Regions from separate parts of the Mus musculus genome. Here region 1 is linked to region 2. A link is a contact called in public HiChIP or PLAC-seq data. All regions are on one chromosome and are shown on one strand. Each heading gives the region's core, a stretch centred on a gene start, on an enhancer-like site or on the middle of the called end of the contact. The rest is flanking DNA. Distances are from core to core; before and after follow the strand shown. Region 1 overlaps Nemf (nuclear export mediator factor). Region 2 holds the start of 9330151L19Rik (RIKEN cDNA 9330151L19 gene).

What was found. HiChIP or PLAC-seq counts read pairs in DNA pulled down with a chosen protein or histone mark.
Region 1: a contact with region 2 is called in an H3K4me3 HiChIP or PLAC-seq map of bone marrow-derived macrophages, with 5 times the contacts expected there. The contact joins the enhancer-like site here to the promoter of 9330151L19Rik in region 2. A contact is called at or near these places in 19 of 39 promoter capture datasets (3T3-L1-derived adipocytes, the C10 cell line, the HPC-7 cell line and 13 more), 4 of 15 datasets of contacts at CTCF or cohesin (the NIH/3T3 cell line, large pre-B cells and pro-B cells), 64 of 484 Hi-C or Micro-C datasets (B cells, the C10 cell line, the C2C12 cell line and 46 more), 25 of 115 datasets of contacts at active chromatin or transcription factors (the 230-238 cell line, the SCID.adh cell line, Th17 cells and 15 more) and 5 of 9 other capture datasets (adipose tissue, embryonic stem cells, liver and 2 more).

The regions. Positions count from the first base shown.
Region 1 is chr12:69,326,145-69,332,773 of GRCm38.p6, reverse strand. It overlaps Nemf (nuclear export mediator factor), which reads left to right. Exons shown (of 33, transcript NM_025441.3): 17 at 799-902; 18 at 1,624-1,686; 19 at 5,028-5,140. Among named protein-coding and RNA genes, the nearest start is that of Nemf, 28 kb to the left of the region's middle. Within about 2 kb of position 1,418, at least 26 of the 459 cell types and tissues checked have an H3K27ac peak or open chromatin away from gene starts, as enhancers often do. A contact at or near this core is called in acute myeloid leukemia, bone marrow, bone marrow-derived macrophages and 2 more, where this site is marked.
Region 2 is chr12:69,195,608-69,201,654 of GRCm38.p6, reverse strand. It overlaps 9330151L19Rik (RIKEN cDNA 9330151L19 gene), which reads right to left and starts at 4,444. Exons shown (of 2, transcript NR_033222.1): 1 at 4,040-4,444; 2 at 1,787-3,927. It overlaps Dnaaf2 (dynein, axonemal assembly factor 2), which reads left to right and starts at 3,226. Exons shown (of 3, transcript NM_027269.4): 1 at 3,226-5,163. The coding sequence starts at 3,370.

The DNA.
Region 1 (6,629 bases), core at 169-2,668, 130 kb before region 2:
CAAGGCTAGCCTTGTCTACAGAGTGAGTTCTAGGACAGCCAAAACTACACAGAGGAACCCTGTCCCCCCCCCCAAAAGACAGACAGACAGACAGACAGACAGACAGACAGAGACGGATATCTGGGCAGTTTGTGGTACATGGCGCTTAGAAGGCAGAGGCAAGGTAGATCTCTGAATTTGAGGACAGCTGGGTCTACAGGATGAGTTCCAGGACAGCTGTGACACCACAGAGAAACCCTGTGTCAGAGAGAGAGAGAGACAGAGACAGAGACAGAGAGAGAGACTTGGTTTGATATCCTAGATTAGCCTTAAGTTCATATATAGCTGTGCTGGCTGCCCTTGAACCTCAGCTTCTGAGTGCTGGGAACATCGGTATGTCTTACCCACAATTCCTAGTGAGATAACTTTTTTTTTTATAGAATTTAGTTCCTGCTTCTCTTCTTCCCCATCTTTGCCTCTTCTGCCCCTCCCCCTGACAGAGACAGAGTCTCATTGTATCACTGGGTGACCTAGAACTCACAGAGATTCTCTTACCTCTGCCTCCCCAGTACTGGCAAGTGCCACTATGTCCTGACAGAATCTAATTTCTTGGAAGACTATTGTAAAAACTGTATTACATGTTTTTAGTAAGATTTGCCTGTGCTTGAATGGTAGCTGTGCCATAGAATTGCTGATATCTTGTTCTATACAGGCATGGCAACTTCCTGTTTTGTTATATTTTGTTTTGAAAATGGTATGAATTCAGGCCTTTTTTTATATATATATAAAAAAATTGTTAACTTTGTTTTCTTTCTATAGGTTTGAGAAATTTCTGTGGTTCATTAGTTCAGAGAACTATTTAATCATAGGTGGTCGGGATCAGCAGCAGAATGAGATTATTGTGAAAAGATACTTGACACCAGGTGAGATTAAAATCGTATGAGATTTTCTCTTGAACGGCGTATCAGTTGCTTTGCTAGTAGGCACTGGTTTTTATCCTTTACTCTTGCTTGACAATTAACTAGAGATTTAACACTTTTTGGCTTACATTTTGTTGAAGTCTTTGCCACTTTTTGTTAAGTGGGTATATCAAAAGTAGTATTGCCATGCTAATCTGTTTTTTTGGACTTTTGATCTTCTGCTATATTTACAAAATAGTTTCCAGTCATGGTGGATCACATTTTTTAAAGGTTAATGTTTTGGTGCTATAATTTGTGACTATTTTTCCAGTTTACAAATAGGACTTCAAGCTGGGTGTGTAGTGCATACCTATAGTTGGAGCCATTAAAGAGGCTAAGTCTAGAGGACCACTTTAAGTAGCATAAAGAGACCATTTCAAAAAAGAAAGGAAGCAAGCTGGAGAGATTTCTCAGCAGTGAAGAGTACTTACGTCTCTTGCAACAGATCTGAGTTTAGTTCCTAGCACTTGCACAATGGTTCACAACCCCCTGTAACCACAGTTCTAGAGGATCGAGTTCCTTTTTCTTCCTTCTGTAGGCATTGCATACGGGTGCTTCACTCACATATTTGCAGCCAGAACATTTATGCACATAAAATTTTAAAATAAAGTAAAACATTTGTAAGAAAGCAAAACAAAAGAAAAAGGACTTAAAGTATCATTATTTCACTTTGTTTTTATTTAAGGAGACATTTATGTGCATGCTGATCTTCATGGAGCTACCAGCTGTGTAATTAAGAATCCGACAGGTAATATATTTCTATTGTCTGGAATTTTCTTTTTTTTTTTTTAATATATTTTATTTTTGCATGTGTGTGTCTATGGGGATGTACACAAGTAATCCATGCAGTGCCCGTTGAATCCTGAAGAAAAGAAGAAAGTGTTGATTCCCCGGAAGCAGAGTCAGGGAGGGGTTGGGCTCTGGGACTGAGCTTAGGTCCTCTGCCAGAGCAGTGTGCATTCTTCACTGCTGAGCCATTTCTCTGGCCTCTTTATAGCATTCTTTTTTTTTTTTTTTTTAAGAATTATTTATTTTATGTACATGAATACACTACAGCTGTTTTCAGACACACCATAAGAGGGCATTGAATCCCATTACAGATGGTTGTGAGCCACTATGTGGTTGCTGGGAATTGAACTCAGGACCTCTGGATAAGCAGTCAGTTCTTAACTGCTGAGCCATCTCTCTAGCCCCTGAAAATATGCTGTTTTGTTTTGTTTTGTTTTGTTTTGTTTTGTTTTGTTTTTTGAGACAAGGTTTCTCTGTATAGCCCTGGCTGTCCTGGAACTCACTTTGTAGACCAGGCTGGCCTCGAACTCAGAAATCCGCCTGCCTCTGCCTCCTGAGTGCTGGGATTAAAGGCATACGCCACCACGCCCAGGGCTTTCTTTTTTGGCCCTGAAAATATAATGTAACCAATAATCAAGAATTAGTAGTCAGTCTCCAGTACTGCAAACAACAAAAAAAGATGAAAAAAGATGTAATGGTACAAGAACATTGCATGAATGTAAGAGTCATAACATACTTGTCCAGCATTTATAATATATGAGGGGAAACCAGACAGTAATGGGGTTGGGGGTTGGGTAGATACAAGTATATGCAATAATATTTTGAGATGTTAACACTGAACATGAATAGAATAATTAAAACAGTAAATTAACAAGGAAATAGAAGACTTGAACACATTGATATCTAAACCTAGCAATATCTTTAGAACACCACCTAACAAGTATACAGAGAACATTCTCAGTATAGATTATATGATAGAAGAAATAGAAAATTGAAATAAATCCATAACAAGTAAAGAGACTGAGTTAGGTAGTAAATATTCAAAAATACTTCATAAAGAAAACCCCAGCTGGGTAGTAATGGTACACAAGTTTAATCCAGTACTCGGGAGACAGTTGTGTATCTGTGAGTTCAAGCCTAGCCTGGTCTACAGAGGAAGTTTCAGGAGAGCTAAGGCTACACAGAGAGACCCTGTATGGAAAACAAACAACAACAACAAAAAAAAACAAAACAAAAAAGAAAGGAAAGAAAAGAAAATCCTAGACTCAGAAACTGCACATCTATTATCTTAGCACTCTGGAGCCTGAGGCAGAGGATAACCACATTTCAGGCCAGTTTACACTATGTAATGAGATCTTTGGTCTTAAAATAAGTTGTTCGATGTGGGAGGGTCCCACCTGTTTCGGGTAGGGACAGGATAGCCCTGGACTGGTGGCCCTTGATGCTATAAGAAAGCAGGCTGAGTAAACCAGGATGAGCAAGCCAGTAAGCAACACTCCATTGCCTCTGCATTAGCTTTGCCTTCAGGTTTCTGCCTGGTTTGAGTTTCTTTCTTGGCTTCTCGCAACACACAGATCCTCCTCAAAGTTGCTTTTTTGTGTTGTAGCATTTCATCACAGTAATAGAAATAGAAACCCAAACTAAGATGGTAATAAAATGAAATTCAAGATGCTTGAATTGACAGCTAAAGAATATGATCGTAGACACACACACACAGACACAGACACACACGGGGGGGGGGTGTGTGCGGGTGTTGTTTGGTGTGGGAATATGAGTGTGTGTGTGTGTGTGTGTGTGTGTGTGTGTGTGTGTGTTTTGTTTTTGGAGACAGGGTCTCTGTATAGCTTTAGCTGGCCTGGAACTCAATATGTAGACTAGGCTAGCCTCCAATTCTCAGAGATCCACTTGCCTCTGCCTCCTGAGTGCTGATATTAAAGGTGTTTGCCACCAGGCCCACCCTTGTTCTTACATTTTTAAAAAAAAAAAACCTAAGGAAATTACCAAACTTTTATAATCACAATAAACAAGTAACAATATCCACACAGCCTAAGATGGATACAAACCAGGTTGTAACTAAGTGTGATGGCACAGTTGTGAAGTAGAGGCAGTAGACTCATGTTCCAGGTTATATGCTTGTATCTTAGTTACCTCTCTATTATTGTGATAAAACACTGTAGCCAAAGTAATTTATTAGAGAGTTTAGCTAGGTCTATGTTTCAGAGAACTAAGAGTTTCTGATGAAGAGACAGGCTGCCAACAGTGGTGGCAGGTTGCTGGAGCAGGAGCTGAGAGCTTACATCCAGGTGTACAAACAGGTCAAAGAGATTATACTGGGGATGGCAGGAGGCTTTGAAACCTTATGCCACTCCCAGTAACACACCTCCTACAGCAAGGTTACACTATCCCCAAATTCCTCCTAATAGTCACCCATGGGAACCAAGTATTCAACTGCCTGAAATTTATAGGCAGCTTCTCATCGAAACTACCATAACTAGCAATGAATAAATTGATAAGCAGACATAGCAACATTAAAAGAATAAAAATAAGGGGTGTGGGATATAGCTCAGAAGGGTGCATTGATCTCCAGTGCCAAATGGACCAGACATGATGGAACAAGCCTGTAATTCTAGCATTCAAGAAGTAGAGACAAAAGGATCAGAAGTTCAACTTGGTCGTCAGCTATACAGCAGTTCATATAGCTGCCTGGGCTGAAGATCTTCTCTTCACAAAGAAAGAGAAACAGGAGTTAGGACTCGTTGGTACAGTACCCCCCTTTTTTTTTTCTTTTTTTTGGGGGGGTGGAGTGGGGTTTTTTTTGGGGGGGGGAGGTTTGAGACAGGGTTTCTCTGTATAGTCCTGGCTGTCCTGGAACTCACTCTGTAGACCAGGCTGGCCTTGAACTCAGAAATCCACCTGCCTCTGCCTCCCAAGTGCTAGGATTGGACAGCCAGGGCTACACAGAGAAACCCTGTCTCAAAAAAAAAAAAAAAAAAAAAAAACCCTAAATAAATAAATAAGTAACATTTAAAATATTTGGTTTTGGTCCCTAACACAGAGAAACCCTGCCTCAAAAAAAACCCTAAATAAATAAATAAATAAATAAATAACATTTAAAATATTTGGTTTTGGTCCCTAACACTACAACAACAGGTAGGTAGATAGCTAAATAGACTCTTGAAATGAATGTGGTATCTTTGTTACCCTGTCTTTGTTATTCAATGTTATACTAAGTATAATTTTGACATCTTGCTCTGTAGAAACCCTATACTTTGGTATTGAAACGTGGCATTGCTATTGTAGGCGAACCCATCCCTCCACGGACTTTGACTGAAGCAGGCACAATGGCACTTTGCTACAGTGCTGCTTGGGATGCACGTGTTATCACTAGTGCTTGGTGGGTGTACCATCATCAGGTAATAAGGGCTGTGGTCCACTTTCCTGATCTCTTAAGAGCTAAACCTCATTATAAATGCTAAGCTATAGAAGGTAGGCAAAGTACCTACCTTGTTAAAGCTTATGTTTAAGCAGTAGAGAAAAATGTATGCATACTAGTAGGAAGTGCTGTGAAGAAGAAAACGAAACAATTTTTGTTGTTGTTTTTAGCAAGGTCTCACTATGTAACTTTGACTGGCTTGGAACTTGCTGTGTAGACCAGGCTGGTCACAGAGATTTGCTTGTCTCTCTTTTATGAGTGCTTAGATTAAAGGTGTGTGTGCCACATTCCTGCTGCTGGGGGGGGGGGGGGGGGAGAGGCTTGTTTATTTATTTATTTGGTTTTTCAAGACAAAGTTTTTCTTTGTATCCTTGGCTGTTTTTGAATTCACTTTGTAGACCAGGTTGGCCTCAAACTCAGATCCGCCTGCCTCTGCTTCCTGAGGGCTGGGATTAAAGGTATGCACCAACACCAAAAATTTTAAAGCTACCATGTTGAATAAAATAACAGGTATTGGTAAGATTTGAATAAAGAGCCAAATGACGAGGGTAACCTATGGAGTTCTGCTGGGTAGAGAATGATCTACTAGTGACTGAAATGTTGAACTAAAAATACCTTTTCCTATTCATCTTGGTTAGAAGTTTCTGAATTCTCTTTTGCCTTTCCAGAAAGCAAGCATAACTTGTGTTTTATGTTTTCACTTGGTTTTAGTAATTGCCCTTCTTTCTGTTTAATGCTGTTCTGTTTTGCCGTACTGGAGATTGCACTTAGAGACCTGCGTTCTGAGCAAGTGTCCTTGGCCCGTTGTTGTGAGATCTAAGTTTTTCTAGCTGGTATTGAACTCACTTTTTTTTTTTTTTAAGATTTATTTATTTATTATATGTAAGTACACTGTAGCTGTCCTCAGATACTCCAGAAGAGGGCATCAGATTTCATTACGGATGGTTGTGAGCCACCATGTATGTAGTTGCTGGGATTTGAACTCAGGACCTTCGGGAGAGCAGTCGGCGCTCTTAACCACTGAGCCATCTCACCAGCCCTGAACTCACTTTATATCCCACACAGGACTTGAATTCTCAGTCCTGTTACCTCAGTCATCCAGGTCCCTGGACCACAGGCTTGTGCCACCAAGTCCAGCTGTTAGTGCTCTTTGATATTAATCCATTTTGGATTTGACTTCCCACTTAAAGGAGATCCACATTTTCAAGAATTATAGCTGATAATGATGTATTAATTCTACAAGAAAAAATCAATTTCATTATCATCCTTGAGATTTGTTTCATTTTATGTTATTTGCTGTTCTGTGATGTGGTTTTAGGAAATTAATAATGTTTATAACTCCACTATTAAAGTGGTTTTCTGTTTAGAACTAAAAAGATACTCTCAAATTTAGAGTAATCACAAATGTGTAAAATCTTTGGAATAGGCTCTTTATTTTGTTTTAACAACTATATTTTTTAAAGTTCTGT
Region 2 (6,047 bases), core at 3,195-5,694:
TTATTATATGTAAGTTCACTGTAGCTGTCTTCAGACACTGCAGAAGAGGGCATCAGATCTCATTACTGATGGTTGTGAGCCACCATGTGGTTGCTGGGATTTGAACTCAGGACCTTCACAGCAGTCGGTGCTCTTAACTGCTGAGCCATCTCGCCAGCCACCTACAGATATGTTTAAGATATAATCTACTCACACATCTGCACTTGTTTCCTTACTTCCATGCTAGTTACACTCCAGTTCATTGTAAAAAAGTAAATACTGGAAATTTTGTGAATTGTTATAATCTAGCTTGGGTTATATAATAACTACATAACCACAGTTAACTCTAGTAATATATTAACAGGTTTTTTTAAATTGTTTAGTCACAAAATTTCTTCTTACAAAGTTGAGAAAAATCTGTTTTTGGAGTATTGATGTACTTACTACATAATTACCAATAATTGCCTTTGGACAGTGGAAATTTTTAACTATTGTTCCCATAGGGTAGGTGGGTCAGTAGGTCTGTCTGTCCACCTAGTTTTTCAAGACACGTCTCACTATGCAGCCCTGGGTATGTATGTATGTATGTATGTATGTATGTATGTATGTATGTATGTGTGTGTGTGTGTTTTTTCAAGACAAGGTTTCACTATATAGTCCTAGCTGTCCTAGAACTTGCTCTGTAGACCAGGCTGGCCTTGAACTCACAGAGATCCACCAACTTTTGTCTTCCTGGTGCCGGGATTAAAGGCATGTGCCGCCCACACCTGACTATTCCCATCCTCGTTTTTAAACTTACAGAGCATGCGGCTTTTGCCGTTTAGCTTTGTTATGCTGAGGATGGGACTGGGAGCTCACCGACTAAGCCCCAGCCCCATAGTTTACTTTGAATCATGTGTTTCACTTTTCTGTGCTGCTATAACAATTCCAAAGACAGGATAACCTACTATGAACAAAAACCTGGGTTTGGGAGTGATTGGTCCAAGAAAGAAGGGCAAAGATAAGGACTTAGATCCTGTCTCAAAAAGGAGGAAGAGGGCTGGGTGTTTAGCTCTATACTTAAAATAGGTAACCAATTCTTGAGGATTTACTGATTCTTTCACCACAGTAGATAGCTTACAACTACCTATAATCCAACACCAAGGAATATGACTTACTCTTCTCTGTCCTTGGTGGGCACCTGCATTCCCCTGCACATATACACACAATTAACAATAAGTCTTTAAAGTGTGTGTATGTGTACACAAACACATCTAGCACGCACGTGATGTTTCTGTTGGATGTATACCTCAAATGGAATTTTTTCATTATATGCGTTTATATTCAACAGTAATTTCCCCAAATGATTGTTCTAACATATTTTCCCAACATAAGAGAGTGCCTGCCAGTGTGCTTTACAGCATGGATTTTTAATTTTTATGTGTGTTGGTGTTTTGCCTGCATGTATATCTGTGTGAGGGTGTCAGATCCCTGGAACTGGAGTTACAGACAGTTCTGACCTGCCATGTGGGTGCTGGGAATTTAACCCAGGTCCTTTCCGAGAGCAGCCAGTGCCTGCTCCTATCTGCTGAGCCATCTCTCCAGCCCTACAAAAGTTGTCTGTCTGTCTCTCTCTCTCTCTTTCTTCTAGTGGTTTAACATTATGTTACCAGGTTGGCAGGATGGCTTAGTGAATAAAAGCATTTTCTGTGCACAAGCCTAACCCCCGGAGTCCCATTCCTGGGACCCACGCTGGGAGAGAGGAACTCCCAGTTGTCTTCTGACCTACACATGCGTTCACGGTGGATGCATGCACATATACAATGATAAAATTTCAAAAAGTACATTATTTATTTACACAGGTAGAGTACGCAATAAATATCTGACGCAGACTGATCCAGTAACAGATGACATTTAAGAGGGAAGATGAGCAGCACTGGCAAGTCCATGAATAGGGAAGCTGACAGAGGAAGGGCAAAGAAAGTAAAGAACAAGAATTTGGAATGCTGAAAATGAAAGAGGAAGGGAAGTCACGCCATTTCAGGCCTCTGGGGCTTAAGCAGTTATTACTCAAATGGAGACATCTGATGGACAGTTGATGAGTCTATAAGCTTAGAATGTGAAACAGAAGTTGGTTATTTGAGTTTTATTTACTTACTTGTTTTGGGTTTTCAAGACAGCGTTTCTCTGGATTCCTTGGCTTTTCTGGAACTTGCTCTGCAGACCAGGCTGGCCTTGAACTCAGAGTCACCATGGTAGTTGAGTACATATATTTAGCATGTGAAAGAGATGGCATAACGGAGATGAGGTGTCATCCCAATCTTGGGACAGTCTACTTAAAATGTAACAGAGGAAGGCCTGCAGATTGGTGGAAAGAATGCTTGTCTCAGGTGTGAGGCCCTGGGTGTGGTTCTGTGGACATTCCCTCCCACAAAAGGAGGAGGCATAAGAGAGAAGCCTGGGAAAGGTCTTGTGATTGCAGTAATGCCAGTATAAACTGCTAAATGCTGCACTTGTAAAACAGGTCTGGGACTGCCCAGCAATCAATAAGTAACCATACCCTAGACCTGGGTGTGTGGCTCAGTGGTACAGCTCAGGCCACAGGTGGGAAGTCCTGGATCCCACACCTAGCCCTGTAACAAAACCAAGTTTCTATAGTCTGGCACAGTAAAGTTCCATTATGTAACTACTACATCTGCTGCATTGGTTCCTAGTGGAGCATTGTTAAGAGACTACAGAGTCAATCTAAGGATATCTAGTTTAAAAAAAAAGCGCAGTTATAAATTCTATTCTCAACCCAAGGAAATTGATCAGGACAAACTGTAATTTTGCTAAGTGATTTGAGAGCTTGCATTTACATTATAAAAAGCGAACACCTTTCTGATGCTTATTAATCTCTGGGATTTGTTTTGTCATCTTTTGCCCCCAAGGGTTTCTGGGAGACAACTATAAGGTGGAATACCTGAAAATGGTAAGGGTTTACTAACGTTGGTTCCACAAAGTAAAGAGAGTCAGATAAAGTTAGGTTTGTGAATTAGCTAGTAAACTTCTCTCTTGTTGGTGAAATTAAACAGTTAATAAGATAAAGACACAGCGCTGAAGATGAGGACAGTTACCACAATAGACTGCAAAGTACACGTATCCTGACACAGTAATTTAAAACCTGTAGCAGGTAGTGTCTGCTTGGTTTGAAGTAACAGTGGAGCCTATTTCTAGCATTTCTACCAGATCGCTGCCCCTCCTCCCAGGCGTTACTATGGCAACAAAGCACGCGCTGCCCGGCCTTGACAATCCAGCCGTTACCTTCTTGGACTGGTCAGTTCTCCATGAGCCAGACTCTGAAGCGCATCCTAGACACTCAATTCACCCTGATCCTTCACTGGGTCTGGGCATTGGGCCGTGTGGGTCACCATGGCCAAGGCGGCGGCCTCCTCAGCGCTGGAGGACTTGGATCTGAGCAGAGAGGAGGTGCAGCGGTTCACCTCCGCCTTTCAGGACCCAGAGTTCCGCCGAATGTTCTCCGAGTACGCCGCGGAGATCACGGACCCCGAGAACCGGAGGCGCTACGAGGAGGAGATCACAGCCCTGGAGCGGGAGCGTGGGGTGGATGTGCGGTTCGTGCACCCTGAGCCGGGCCATGTGCTGCGTACCAGCCTGGACGGGGAGCACCGCTGCTACGTGAACGTGTGCAGCAACTCACTGGTAGGCGTACCTAGCAGCCGGCCCGGCCCGGGGCGCGGCGGCACGGCAGCTGGCAGCCACTGGTCCCTGCCCTATAGCCTGGCTCCCGGCCGCCAGTATGCCGGCCGCAACGGCGCCCGCTACACCGTCTACGACGTGGTCTTCCACCCCGAAGCGCTGGCGCTGGCCCGGAGCCACGAGCGCTTCCGCGAAATGCTGGACGCCACGGCCCTGGAGGCGGTGGAGCAGCAGTTCGGCGTCAGGCTGGACCGCAGGAACGCCAAGACCCTGAAGATCAAGTACAAGGGGATGCCCGAGGCCGCAGTGCTCCGCACGCCCCTACCCGGGGGCGTCCCGGCCCAGCCCGAGGGGGAGCCACCAGGGCTTTTCCCGGACCCACCATATCCATACCGCTACCCCGCGGCAGCGGCGGCGAACACTGCCCGCTCGCCCGCGTCCCCCGCTCCCGAGGCCGTGCAGCGCCCAGAGCCCACGGAGCCGCGCTGCTCCGTGGTGCAGCGCCACCACGTAGACCTCCAGGATTACCGCTGCTCGCGCGACGCGGCCCCGAGCACCGTGCCGCACGAGCTGGTGGTCACCATCGAGCTGCCGCTGCTGCGCTCGGTCGAGCGGGCGGAGCTGGAGGTGAAGGGGAAGCTGCTGTGCCTGGACTCGAGAAACCCCGACTACCGGCTGCGGCTCTCGCTGCCGTACCCGGTGGACGACGGCCGCGGCAAGGCACAGTACAACAAGGCGCGGCGGCAGCTGGTGGTCACGCTGCCGGTGGCGCTGGCCGACGCGCGCCAGGAACCCCCGGCCGCGACACCGGAAGAGCCCGCGGAGGAGACCGGAACTGACGACGTAGCCCGCACTTCCGCGGGCGATTTTGCAGCGGCGCGGGAAGAGTCTGCAGATGGAACCGGAGCTGACCACGGGGAGAAGAGCGGTGTGGGAGCCCCAGACCCCGGGGCTGCACACGCTGAAGGGGAGCTCGTTCCCGAACCGGAGCAGGACTTCGGAGGGGACTCGGTGGCACCTCTAGACCTCGGGAAAGGGACTTCTCCTGGGGACCGAAGCCTCCCTTACTCTGCTTTCCCGGGCGGCGACACCGAATCCCTGTGCGGAGACCCCGGTGTCCAGACGAATGAGGAGCAGGAGAGGACCCGCCACGACACCGCGGGCTCAGCCATGGGTGACCCCGGAACCGAGAGCATCGCACCCGTGTGCCCTCCTTTACAGTGTAATCAGGACGAAGACTCCTTGACTTTGCTCATCCAAGTGCCTGGGATTCTGCCACAAACTCTTCACGGACATCTAAGCCCCGTCGGTTACGAATTGTGCTTCTCTACACAAGACTCGGGTTATTCCTGCACTTTGCAGTTTGCTCCAGAGAATAAGTTGAGTACCAGAGAACCCGAGACTAGCGTTTCTTTAAATAATGCAGTCATAGTACTGGCAAAATCTCCAGAGAGCCACGGACTTTGGCGAGAGTGGTATTGTGGCTTGAACAAGGAGTCTTTGGAGGTAACCGTTCTCACTATTTGAAATACTCTATCTTACTTTAAACATTTTTTGTTACAGGCACATAAACAAATATTTTCTATCTATTCATACGATGACAGTGCAGGCTAAGCTCATTCTCAAAGAGAAGATTGCACGTATTCTATCCTAAGGATGCTCTTAAGCCTTCACGGTTGACCCGTATTACACCTGTTTACTCGGGGTCCACCGACTAGAAAACCAGTGGATTTTAGTGACTTCTCTCTAGACTTCTGGAAATGTATGCAAGAAATTGAGGGTTCAGTCTCTCCTGAGAAAAAGGTTATAACTATAGTTAGTAAGATCTTGTCTCAAAAAAACAAGTGTGTGTGTGGATTGGGCACTTGGTAATTTTGTTTGAGGTTTATATCAAAGTTATATGTAAACTGCAACAGTGAAGAGGCTAAGGTGTAGTTCGGTGGCAGAGTGTTGGCCTGCAGCCTCCCAGAAAGTCAAGTTGTCACAGACAACAATAGCTTTGTAGACTGTTCAACCCTGAGCTCTGAGCTCCAGCCTGCCAAAACAGTTCACTTCTTCTAGATGTTTTTCTAAATCACAGTGGGATTAAGGCATATTTGAAGACTTAAGTAGATTTATTATAATTATACCATTAATTATTATCACCTGTGATGGGGCTAATGGGATCATAAAACCCGTTCTTTTATTTTATACTATACTGTATCAAGCCCCAAGTATCGGACATAATGATGCGTTCAGGAGCGTTACACCCTAACGTTCAGGAGCCTGAGGCAGGAGGATTATGAGTTTGAGGCCAGTTTTTTTTTTTTTTTTTTTGGTTTTTCGAGACAGGGTTTCTCTGTATAGTCCTGGCTGTCCTGGAACTCACACTGTAGACCAGGCTGGCCTTG